Regions from separate parts of the Podarcis muralis genome. Here region 1 is linked to region 2. The links are chromatin contacts, called in public Hi-C maps. All regions are on one chromosome and are shown on one strand. The core of a region is the stretch at or near the end of the contact, and the rest is flanking DNA. Distances in the headings are between cores, read along the strand shown. Region 1 holds the start of IBTK (inhibitor of Bruton tyrosine kinase). Region 2 holds the start of UBE3D (ubiquitin protein ligase E3D).

Region 1 (6,291 bases), core at 2,922-5,421, 200 kb before region 2:
AGCACCTATATTTATGATTGACAGACACCTATTTCACAGCAAGGACTTTGTGTAACCTCTTGATTTTTAAAAACTGTATGATTTTAAGAAGCTAGTTCTAAGTCATTCCTTGTGCAGCAGAACAGGTCTGGGAAACCTCGAGCCCTTGTTCTTGGGCAAAATCACTCCAAAGACTGTTTCGGAAGAGAAACTGGAAGGAAGCATGGGAGTGGTCTTGTGTAACCCCGGGTCCCTACTGCCCACTAGTGGGCGTTGTCAACCTGGTCCCTACTGCCCACTAATGGGCGTTTCAGGATTCTAGGTGGGCGGTAGGTGGTTCTAAGGCACAAGCTGAACCTCCTTCCATTGAGCACTGGTGGGCAGTAAGGAAATTTGACCATCAAGAAAGATGCATTAGTGGGTGGTAGGTATAAAAAGGTTGACTACCTCTGGTCTAACCAATGCTGATGTAAAGTTGCACCAACAAAATTTAAAGAGAATTTAAAGGGGCAAGCAAAGCAATCTCTGAACTGTAATAGTTATAGCAGGTAACGGTATCAGGTAGCTCATTTACTTCTACAGGTATTTGTTCTATTATTACAATCACAGGAGGTACAAAACAGAACTACAAAACTTATTGGCAAAGGAAACAGATCAGGCAATTTAAAGCTACAAATAAAAAAAAACCCAATTCAATTTCCCCATGAACAAACAGACATATTAACTGGTTTCAAACAGTTGGAGAAGTTATACATGACCATCTTGCTGCTCACATCAATACATTGGCTGCAGCATCAAGTACATTGTTGTTGTTATTTAGTCGTTTAGTCGTGTCCAACTCTTCGTGACCCCATGGACCAGAGCACGCCAGGCATCAAGTGCATTACAATGATCTATTCTGGAAGTTGACAGAAGATGTATAACTGAAGCCATACTATCCATGTTCAGAAAAGCCTGTCGTAATTGGTGCACCAACTGAAGCTGGACATAGGCACTCTTAGCCATTAAAGTCACTTGGGACACAAATGTCAATAATGTTCTAGGAACAACCTGCAAACTACAAACCTGCTCCTCCAAGGGGAGGTAATATGGTAATAGGAAAAAAACAGGAGTGGCCAGTCATGCAAGAAAGACTAGAATCATTTATTTGTTCTAATGCCAAACAACAGTATGCTATGTACCAGCCCCACAGTCCTTTCCACCCATTAAAGGAGAGAACCCAATTTTAAAGTGTCAACAACCATGCAACACAACAATATAAGCAGGCATTGGCACAGACTCTGCCCCCCCCCGCCCCCACAACACCCAGATGTCCACAAACAACAGCAAGGGTACAGTGAGGAGACTGTGAACAAAGAAGTCTCTGATCAAACCCCAGGCCATTGTGGATCCCAGGAAGTCAAAAAGCAATACCAAATAGCTTCTATCAATACAAGCTCTTGTCCTATAGCAGAAACACTCCAGAGGAAGAGATATGGTTCAGTAATAAAACACATGTTTGCATACAAAAGGTACCAGGTTCAATCCCTGGTATCTCCAGGTAGGACCGAGAGAGGCTGCCATTTGAAAACCTGTAAAGTTGCTGCCAGTCAGTGTGGGCAATTCTGAGCCAGAAAGACCTATGGTTTCACTCAGTATAGGGCAGCATCCTATGTTTCCTTAAGGCTGAATTCTCAGTAGTTATTAGTGCACTTGCTTATATGGCTTATGTTATGCTTCCTTCAGATTGTTTGCTCAGTTGAGTTGCCAACTTGGAAGAAGTAGAATCTTGGATTGGACATGCTTACAATATTAAATTCTCTACTCCTTTCTTCTCATGCTTTTAGGCTTTTGACTAGGGAATAATCAAGTAGCTAAGGTTTTGCCTTTAGTCCTTTGAATATTCAAGTTCAATAAAAAGGAGACTTCCAAAAATCAGCACAATGTCTTCATTCCCAAGGAGTTATTTTTAAATCACTGCTCTGAAACCACCACTGCAGCTGAGCTGCTACTCTCAAGACATTCTGAATTACAATTCTCATCATTTCTACTGGCTAAACTGGCAGGAACTGAGAGATGGAGTCCACCATGCATGGAGTGCACAAGGTTTGGGGGAAGGCCATTGTAAGGAGCAGTTGAAAATGGCTCAAGAGGAAATAGACAAGGTGTGAAGGGGGATACAGAAAAAACGCTGGTTTGATGTCATTGTCTCCAAATTTGCATTTAATCACTACCACCCTCATCACTACTTGGGCAAGGTGATAGATAAGGTGTTAGTGGGATACATGCTTAGATGAAACAGTGTATCTAGACCTGTGGTTCCCAATGTGGGGCACACACCCCACAGGGGGGCAATTTGATTTTTAAGGGGGACAATTTGAGAATGAGTTATTAACAGTTAATGGCCTTTTAGGCTTCCTCCACGTGAATAGGAGTTCACTTTTTGAATAAGAATTATATGTCATGGGGGGCGGGGAATCAGGATTTTAGAGATGCTTAGGTGAGGCATGGCCAAAAAAGGGTTGGGAACCACTGAACTAGACCCATTTAAATCTGCATTCAGTCCTGGTTTTGCAATCAAAACTGCCTTGGTCACCTGGTTAATGGCATTTGTTAGGGAAGTGGACAACCCTATTGATATCAATACCCTGCTCTAGATGCAGTTGCACTCCCCCTGGAAGAGCAGGTTTGTAGTTTGCAGGTCGCTTCTAGAACCATTATGGACATTTGTGTCCCAAGTGACTTTAATGGCTAAGAGTGCTTATGTCCGGCTTCAGTTGGTGCACCAATTACAACAGGCTTTTCTGAACAGGGATAGTATGGCTTCAGGTATCCATTCTCCGTCAGCTTCCAGAATAGACCATTGTAATGTACTTGATGTGGACCTGCTGCAGGATGCTGCAGTCAATGTATTGATGTGAGCAGCAAGTTGGACATGTATAACTTTTATTCTCCAACTGATTGCAGGTCTAATTCAAGGTCCAATTTCATAAAAATTGATTATCAATGCAATATTAAAACAACAATACAAAATAAAACAATAAGATGTCATAATTCATTAACAGACTTGGGGCATCTTGTGAACATTTCAGAGTGATTGATGTACACAATCAAGATTCAGAGGTCTGAACTCTGCCTATACAACCAAGAATATTAGATTCCTTTTGCTCACTGTATTGTCAGTACTTTTCTTTCTAAGCTGTACATTCCATTAAACAGAGATGACCTGCTCTGCGAGTGCGTATGCAATAAGTTATCCCACAATCAAAGTAAGGAGAGCAAGGTGTTCCTGACCTAGACAGTGTAAACATTCAAGGGGAAGGTGTCCTCAGCATTATCTGTCAGAAATAAACCGTCATGCAAAACGGCCTTCAGCATGTTGCCCTTGGAACCAATGAAAGCAACACTACCCAATGGAGTTTTGCAGCAGAGTTCAAATTACAAATCCTATTAGCAAAATGTTAAGGAACCACAGGGCACAGTAGTGGCCCTGAAAGTAAATCCTGCAAACTAGGTGAAGAAGCATCCAGAAAATGTATTTCCATATACAATTTATTTTTGGGGGGAGGGGGTGGAAGAGAGAGAGAGACAAGGGCCTCTTTTCCCCTATATAAAAATACAGGTGCCCAGCTTCAGTTTTCCTGAAGTGTGTGTGTGTCCCACCCCACAGATTGCCATCTTTTATTTTTCGGGCAGAGCTTCTGCAGTCTGGAAAAAAAACTGCATGGCGAGGAGAAATGCAATCGGTGCAGCTCTTCCGTTCAACGCCTGCCCATACTGGGACCGTCTGCACCTGTTGAATTCCTACCTGCCATGCAGCTGCCAGAAGCCCCCAGGCCACTGCCTGGGCGAGGGTCGTAGGTGGGGGGTGGGAGGCTGGGGGACGAAGTCGGGACGTTATTTCATGCCTGCCTTCCCTCCCACCGCCGCCCTCTTCCCCCCCCCACCCACCTGAGTCTCTCCCCCCCCCCGCGCGCAGCTCCTCCCCCCTCACCAGTCGCTAGATGAATGGGCTGGGACGGTCGCAAGAGGACACGCGCTGGGGGCCGCGCAAGCTCATCCTCAGTGTCTCCGAAGGGCTCCGGGCCGAGCCAGGGCGACTGACGGCGGAGGGGAGAGAGCGGAGCCCAAGGCAGCCAGGGAAGGAATCGGCCACGGCTGCAAAACCCTCACAGGAGGAGACGGAACAGGGCAGGTTGAGGACAGCGGAGCAAAGGAGCGCGCGATTGGGCGAAGCGCTGAGTATCGCGAGCGCCTATTGGCCGGCGGGAGCCAACGCTCCGGCTTCTGCCTCGGGAGCCAGAAGCTGTAAGGGGCTGACGCGCAATAGGCCCTCTCCGGGCAGGAGGGCGGGCGAAGAGCCCCCCAGGAGGGGAAAGGGCTGAGGGACGGCTTCCCTCGCCGCCGCCGCAACCGGTCGGGTTGCAAGCGAAGCGTGTGGCGGCTGATTCCCCCGAAGCCAAGCCCCTTTAAATAGCTTAAAACTGCCCCGGGCGAAGCAGCACAGGCAGCAATTCGGAGAGAGCGCAACCCTGTGCGTGTTTGCTCAGCTGCGGGGTCTGTCAAAAGGGGACTTGCTCTTCAAGCTTGGACTCGAAGGAAACCAGGAAGGCTAACCTTAGGAACCATAAGCTCTCTGCTAATTTTAACCGGACTTCTTTGGTGACCTTATTGGGGGGGAACATGACTCATGCAAAATGCGGACTACATTTGTAGAAGGAAATCGTTGGTGGCACGCAGCGGCCACACCCTCAAGCTTTTGGTGTTGAGCCCCTGCAAGAGCTTTTGAAAAGGCTGACGAGAAAATTAGTAGGGTGTTTCTGAGGTCAGAATTAGCACTGGGGTGTAGGAGAACAGACGGTGGAAATAGATCTGAAAAATGAAGCATCTGTGTATAGCATTGCATCAGAGGTGCTTTTCCGATGGCTTTAAAAGGCCCTTTTCAGCTATTTCGGTAATCTTTGCTCAAGGTTAAAAAAAGATATAGTACAATAGATATCAAGCCATGGCGAAAACCACTGGGGTGATAATTATTTTTGTTTTTATATACAGAAAGACATGCACAGAGCAACTCGGTTCATGCCATAGACCACATTACTGGCAAACAGAAGTACATTTTAGGTTAATGCACAACTGGAAGAATCCCTCAGGTCCTCATTGCTTGATGACTGCAGGCGAATGTGTGAACGGATTCATCTTACTCAGCTTATCTTTTCAGCAGTGCCAATTGCTGTGATATTAAAATCAAAGCTATAGTGGCAGACTTGGTTCAGTCCCATGCATGTACATCACTTCCTTCAATAAAGCCTATTAATTTTGGCCAATGTTGTTGATTAAAGCTAAATCAATCTAGATTTGTTTATGTTAATAGAAAAGGGCAGGTTTGATGTCTTGTTTTCCTAAGTAAATAAATACTGTTCATTTTGTTGTTCAAATTTCATACCTGTCAGTGACGGTATCTGCCACACCTGCATATATGATCATTCAGCCTCCAGCATTTTTATTATTTTTAATTTCTAATTCCCTGTCATCTTTTGGATCAGAAGAGGCCCAGCCTCCAGCCAAGAAATCCCACTGTTGTTTATGTTTAAAAATGGGGTTAATCAGAGTTTTCAAGGCCAATAAGGTAAGGAAGGATATTCACAGATGCTCAAGCAATTGGTAAGGGAAAATTCTTTTTTCCCCCACTAGATGTCACTATTGAGATATAGGTCCTGAAATTCACCATTGATGAAACACACCAGTGTGTTTGGAATTGTTAAAAATGCTTATTAAAAGTACCTGTTTTCCACTTTTTGGTGCAGAACTAAAGTTAGATGCTATAGCAAAAAAAAAAAAAAAACACCAGTGAAATACAGTAATAAATTTATGAACACATTTAATTTGCCATTCCAGCATACATTGAAAAAAGTGGCCTTTCCTGTTAGCACCATACTCATGCTAACGTTGCAATGTTTGCCACTTAACCACTTCTCTGCAACCATACTTGCTGAGCTAGCTTGAAAGGATGAAAGCATCTCAATTTCCCCTGTCACAAAATATTAGAGATTGAGGGTTGGGTAATGTGATATATCCACACAAGAGAAGCATTAGCTTGAGAAAAGGTCCTCTGAATCCTACACAATAGATTAATAACTGCGCAGATATTGCATGAAGACATCCTGAAGGAGTTGCCTTCAGTTGTGCAATTCTTTATCTCCTTGATAAAGATGTCAGAAGTCAAGGAGATAAAGAATTACACAACTGAAGGCAACCCTGTATCAAGAGGTTTATAATGCTCTATGTTTTCTATATGCTATAAGCTGCCCAGTGGGCGAGGTATAAAGAAAATCA
Region 2 (6,578 bases), core at 678-3,177:
CAGGGTGCCCTGACAAGGCAGAAAGAAAACAACTGCGGACCTTGATGGGGCATCAAAATTTCCTACAAAGGGAGATGGCTAGCCACACAGGGGTTATCTTCAGTCCTGGTTGAGCCAGAGAGAGAGAAGGAGTTTGAGGATCCAGCTTTCAAAAGGAGGTGGTGTGCAGCCAGGGGTCACACCTAACTGACGTCCAGGCTGGGAAGCTGATCATAAGGAAGCTGGATACCCAGTGAGCTGTTGTCCTCTTCCTGTTGAAGCCACACATGTGCTCCATCTGATCAGGGCCCCTGTGCCAATGAGGGTCTGTTTACCAAACTCTTGGAGAATTTCTGAACCAGGGTTCCACATGAGCCCAGCATATGACATCACCAAGGAAGATGTTTACACCACAAACCTAAACTTGTCTTAATGTAGTTTCCCTAGTATTCTGATATCATGAACTTCCTGACTTTGCAATAAAGTCTCTAAAACCCACTTGGCAAATTCTAGAGGAGTAGCCAGATTAGTTTACAGTGGAACCTCGGGTTGTGAACATGATCCATGCGGGAGGCACGTTTGCAACCCACAGCGCCGCATCTGCGCATGCGCATGACGTGATTCGGCGCTTCTGTGCATGCGCAAAGTGCAATTTAGTGCTTCTGTGCATGTGCGAGCGCCGAAACCCGGAAGTAATGCGTTCCAGTACTTCCAGGTTTCGGCGCGTCCGTAACCTGAAAACGTGTAACCTGAAGCGTTTGTAACCCGAGGTACCACTGTATTGTAGTACAACTTGCACCTTAAAGTTTACAGAGCTTTGTGTCTTAAACGTGCATGGGTTGGAGACTATATCATCAGATGTACGAAGTGCAGTCCTGAATTGGGAAGCACAATATATATTAAGGGGAATATAAATTGAGTGATTAATGAGCACAATAGCTGACAATAATGCATTCACTAGGCCTCATGGACAATGTGCACATAATCCTCTCACGAAGTGGGAATTGTTCACATTTCCCAGGCAAAATGCATAATCCCCAACAGGTCTTAGAGAACGTACATATCTTGACTGCATTATGTAAATTATCTGAGAAATATGCACAGTCTATGGTCAACAGACATACTTAATAAGAAGCATGCCTTTCTGCCTTATTTCTTGTTCAGAAATGTGCAATCTGCACTCCATGGGCAGCTTCAAGCCCACTGCCAACCTGACATGACACACAACTATCAGCCAAGCTGTCCTGGACAGCCAAGCAACAGGAAGAAAGGGGAGGCGCATGATAAATATTTATTATTAATTAAATTCATATCCCAACCTTTCTGCAGAGGAGTGCCTTTTTCTGCAGTCAGGCATCCTTTTAAGCACTCTCAGCTGTTCCCCAGTCAGCTGATCAACACAGAGGGGGCTGCAAGGAGTGAAAATTGTTACACTTTCCCTACCATAATTCTGAAGGGGAAAGCATAACATCAGTATGGGGCCAATCAACCTCATCATCGTCGAGGCAGAGGAGGGGAGGTTTAACCAGCTGAAGGAAGGCTGGGAGAGAAGGAGGGTGAAGTACCTTTGATCCCACCCATTGCCACTGCGGTCGAAACTAACCCAGATCTAATCGGTGTCTGGATAGGAGATTGCACAGAGACCCTACGGCGGCTGCCTTGAATTGCCTGGGAGAAAAGGAGGCTATCGCAAAATAGATCCCGGTACACATGTATTTGTGTACTTCTCTTAAAACGGGAAGGGGGCGTTGGAAAGAGTTAAAATAAATACCGGATAATCAGCAGCCCACTCTGCGTCCCCTGCCTGATTTCCAAAAACACTGCGACCTCGTCCATTAAGCCAGCGCGTGCCACTGAGATCCTGGGCTGGGGACATCCAAATATTGTATCCGCGGTGAAATTCAGACCTGCCCGGGGAGCGGACCCACGTGGGAGAGGAGGAGGAGGGGAAACGCCAAACTCAGCCCAGGAAGCGCTTAAGCGAAACCGGCCTCTACCGGCAAAGAGAAAGTCTCCGTCTTCGCCACAGCGCCCTCTCCATCGCCAGGCAACCGGTGGCTGGCTTTAAGGAAATAGAAGAGCCGGCGTCCCTTCTTACTGTGTGCAAACTTGTAGCTGCGAGTGCTCACCCTCCAATTGCTCAGCTCCGAGGAAAGGATTTCTCAGGTTTTTCTCCGATTTCGAATTGAACGGGCTCAGGAAGGTTGCGTTTTTGGAATCGTTTGTGCGCCACGTGGCGTCATTTGGGACTGATAGCTCGGAGCAAGATGCCGCTTAAAATGGTGTATGGATTTCTTAGCCCAGCTCTTGTTGCAAGCAAGTGTCTCCAGAGAGGCCTTTTGCTTCTTTTAAAGGGCTCGGTCTTTTGAATATGGTACAGTACTCTGAAGGAAAAAAATATCTGTGGCCTTGGGGGAGGGGATTGCAATCTACTTAGAATTAAGTTCCATTGGATACCATTGGGCCTGCTCCGAGGTTGGCTCATACAGGGTTCCAGGCTTACAATCAAAAAGGTTTATTGCCTTAAGGCCATAATAACAATTTCAAAATATCATTGCGGGCTTACAATGAAATCCTACACGTGTATACTAGTACGTCTCCTTAGGAAAATTGCAGAACGCACAAAAAAGTATACATTTCCTACAAAGTGGTGCGAAACTTTTATGGGACTTACTCCCAGGTGTGTGTGTATAGGATTGCAGCCTAAGCGTCCTTAGTGGATAGCAGAGCCTTAAATTCACAAACTGCGTATTATTAGTGAAGGCTGTTAAGCGAGATGGGGGACTCGGGGCCCTCCAAGTGTTGTAGAGCTGAAGCTCCTATCATATCCCTGACCATCGGGCTGGTGGGAGTTGGAGTCGTCAGCGTCTGGAGGCACACCCTGATGCAGAGCCTCCAGGTATGGCCTGATGCAGAGCCTCCAGGTGCCTTCGATTACCAGAGGTCGAGGACAGCTTCGGAAGCCGGGACCCAGGGGTAAATGGCTCGCTTCTGTTGGAGACAGATATACATTTAATTGCACCCTCTGAGACATTCGCCGTGTAACTAATGCGCGCAGAACGCGCGCAAACAGAGGGGCCGCTTCCTATTCCCTCACTTGGATTCCAGAACAGTGCAAGAATTCCCTTGTGCGCGTGTACAGGGCCCATATTCTGCTGGTGGCAGAATTTCATTGTATTTCTCTTTTAGCCTTGGTTTTAATCGCTTTCTGCGGGGTTTGTTGTCTGTTTGTTTGGCATGGGTGTAGCCAGGATTTTAGTGGGGGCAGGCTTTACGTATGGGGGGTGCCGAACAGAGTTATCTGCGACAGAATTAGTAAGGTATTTTTATTTATTTACTTGATTGATGCAGCTGCACCCCCCTGGCTATGCCCATGTTGTTTGGGTCGTTGTAAGTCGCTTTGGGGTTGCCCTGGGCAAGATAAAGCGGCCGACAAATTTAATAAAGACGGTTTTCTCGAAGACAGACGTGTGGCCGAGGGGCTTTACTGCCCGGTTGGCGAGTGCGGATACAGAGCCGCGGCCCGGAAAGATGCACGCGCAGCGCGGAGGGCGAACTCTCCGGCGCGCGCAGAAGCCGAGGCGAGGGGGGTAGGATTCCAGCGGTAGAACGTTCTGGAGAGCCGGCAGGTGGCGCTGTTGCGCAAGGAGAAGCGAGCCGGAGGGAGGGCGGAAGGAAGGGGGCCGCGCTGCATGCTGGGAGCTGTCAGTGCCCTCTCCGGTGTGTTTAGGCGGCGGGGGCTCTTCCGGCTTGGGACGCCAAGGTAACCCTTTCCCCCTGCGACGCGCCCTCCCCCAACCCTTTTCTGCTTCCCGCTTTTTCGGTGCCTGGTTGTGACGGGGGGAGGGTATATAAGCGTTAAGGTTTGGGGGTAGGGGGGCAGGGTGGGGGCATCCCTTATTGGAGGGTCTCCTCCCTCTCCTTGGGGGAGAGATTCAGAAGTATAAGGTGGATGGGGAGGGCTGTGTGGAAATGCCTCCTGGTCTTTTGTGTCTCCAAATATGCTTATGGGTCAGTTTCTCCTGTCTGCCACTAATGTTTCCTTCTATTTCACATTCCGTTATGGCAGCCCCCCCCTCCATGGGGGGGGGGCTGAAAATAAATGGAGCAGGGCCCATCAGAAAGAGGCATCATCATCATCTCTTGTGCCTCTCTTGTTCCTCTCCCATCTTCATCAGATACAGTCACAAGGTGCACTAAATGTTGACTAGTTCACCTCTAGCTTCCCCATTGCCAATGTCTTAGCCACCCTGGTTGTGTGAAGACGGGGGGGGGGGATTTCTCTTCCCTTACATCCTCTCAGTCTTCTTATATTTTGCACTCTGAGCTCATTTATTTTAAATAACAGCCACCTGTAGCTCTCTGCCTGCCCCTTTAGAGTCTTGATACTGTTAAAAACTTCTGTTAAAGGATAAACTAATCCACTCCTCAGAATCATGCATCTCCAACCCCAGTTACTGTGAATAATGAACAGGAGTTAATGGTTATTTGATTTAGCTGCTAGAGTATGATGTGACCTTCTAATAGTTGGCATTTTGCATTCTCTACTTTCATTCACTCGTTCAAGCAGCACACTCATAAAGGAGCAGGCTCAAATATAGTCAGACTTATTTCTGAGTAAACAAGCATAGGATTGTACTCACCCTTTTCTTCGTGTCCCTTCTTCAAATTCAATCTGCTGCAGTTAAGTGCGGTTTTTTGCACATAAGGCAACACAGATTAGTAACCCCTTTCTACATTGTCTTTCAAAGTCCACTTGCAAATCAGAGTAACTAATAAATTGGCTTTTTTCTGTTCTCTCTGTGCTATGTTTATGTAGATTAGTAATTCTAAACTGCATTAGTAAGCAGTTTTCTTTGCCTCTTGTAAAGTGCAGTGGTATCTACACATCTTTCTATCTTCTGTCCCAAGGAGAGGCACTAGAAGCTCATGCATTGAGCCAGTGGTTTGTCAATTTGGATATCACTGAGCAGATTACTGTCTCCCACAATGCAATTTGTGGAAATAAGCACTTTCATGTTTGATGGGGCTTGTTCCTTGGTAAGTGCACGCAGGAGTGCAGCTTCAATCTTATATACATATAATGGAAATAGCATAATGGATGCTAAATAAATAACATATTGTATAAGTGCTTTATCAGCAGCACATTATACTATTATTAAGCTTCTGTAGTTTTAAATGTGGGTGTCTTTTTCCTAATTTTTCAGAAAAGTTAAATGATGCTTGGGCTATAGGTTGTGAACAGTAACAATTAAGACCCTTTTCTTGGATTTAGAAATAATTGCTTTAAAATCCTTCAAATGCTGTAATTCAGTGATAGAGCATCTGTTACAAGATGCTGGTAGAATTTGCTAATTATAAAATAATAGGGAGAAAGGAATACTTGTTTTTATAGAGAATAAAGCACAGAATGAAATAAATTGGGGTCCCTTGTACTAGACATTTCACACTATCGAAGTTGTTCTTTGTCACCAAAGCCCACCCCCCACCCTATCCGCGTCTTATATGAGTAATTTTTAAATGCTGTTTGTCATTTTCTAAAGATCATCAACACAGGACATTCCAGAGTACAATTGCTGAAGAAGCCAAACAAGCTGAGTCAAGTACTGAAGGCTTCTTAATATGACAGGATGCCTAGAGAAAGGGAAAAATAAACAAGGAAATTTCATCCGTTGAGGTTCTTCACAGCAATTCCTAGAATAGCAATTGCTCCTTTCACTTAGTTAATGTTTCAACTGTGATATCTTGTAGAGCTTCTAGAGTTCTCAGTGGGACTGTGTTTTGAACTGAGCAAAAATTGGATACAAAGGGTTTTCCCCAGCATGCAAAGCCACAGGTTCTTTGGCACAGTCTTCCACATAGGCACCTCAGCTCCCTACTGTTACTTGCCTGCATCTTGAATCAGGCAGGGAATATTAGCAACTAGGGTGCATGAAAGGAGAAGGGAGGCAAAGAGACTCTTGCCTGTGTCAAAGGACAGGGGGAAATACATGACTGAGGTGTTTGGCCGCACCACAATTGCATATTTTGTATCCTCTGCCTATTGAGGAGGCTTTGCAACTAATACTACCCAGCCTGGTGCCATTTTGAAAGAGTGGCAGCATTCTTCCCTTGCGTAGCTATGCGGAAAGTAACAGTTACTCCCATGGTGGAGTATATTGGAGACTTTCCAATATTAAATGTGTGTTGTTAAGTTTCTGGTTGCTATTGATGGACCCTTATCCTCACTTTGGACTTTATGATGGAATTTGCCTTTGAATATATATATTGATATGGGTGAGAGAAAGCTGACTTTAATAAAGGGGCATTATCCTCCTAACTTGTGTTATAAATAGGACTGTGTCTAATTGTAGTACTACTTGAGGGATCTGGCATAAGAGTAGTTAAACTGTAAGTGCAACAAATGTGCACTGTGTGTCGTATTCATTTAAGAAGCACCCGAGACAGAGCTTTTGGGATGGCGTCCATCACACTTTGGAATGCACTCTACCCAGAAATTAGGATGGTGCCAACCATTTGTTTTTTATACTCTTCCCCCTACCTTTTTCAGGGTAGCTTTGTAGGATATTGTTGCTGCTGACTTTACAGGTGGATTTAAT

Evidence for each region. Hi-C and Micro-C count contacts between places; a contact is called where the count stands out from the background.
Region 1: a contact with region 2 is called in a Hi-C map of tail, with 4 times the contacts expected there. The contact joins the promoter of IBTK here to the promoter of UBE3D in region 2. A contact is called at or near these places in 2 of 3 Hi-C or Micro-C datasets (blood and tail).

What each region holds. Positions count from the first base shown.
Region 1 is chr3:80,876,640-80,882,930 of rPodMur119.hap1.1, reverse strand. IBTK (inhibitor of Bruton tyrosine kinase) reads right to left here and starts at 4,171. Exons shown (of 28, transcript XM_028722851.2): 1 at 3,953-4,171.
Region 2 is chr3:80,676,423-80,683,000 of rPodMur119.hap1.1, reverse strand. UBE3D (ubiquitin protein ligase E3D) reads right to left here and starts at 1,927. Exons shown (of 9, transcript XM_028722881.2): 1 at 1,751-1,927. The coding sequence starts at 1,815. DOP1A (DOP1 leucine zipper like protein A) reads left to right here and starts at 2,028. Exons shown (of 38, transcript XM_028722857.2): 1 at 2,028-2,145.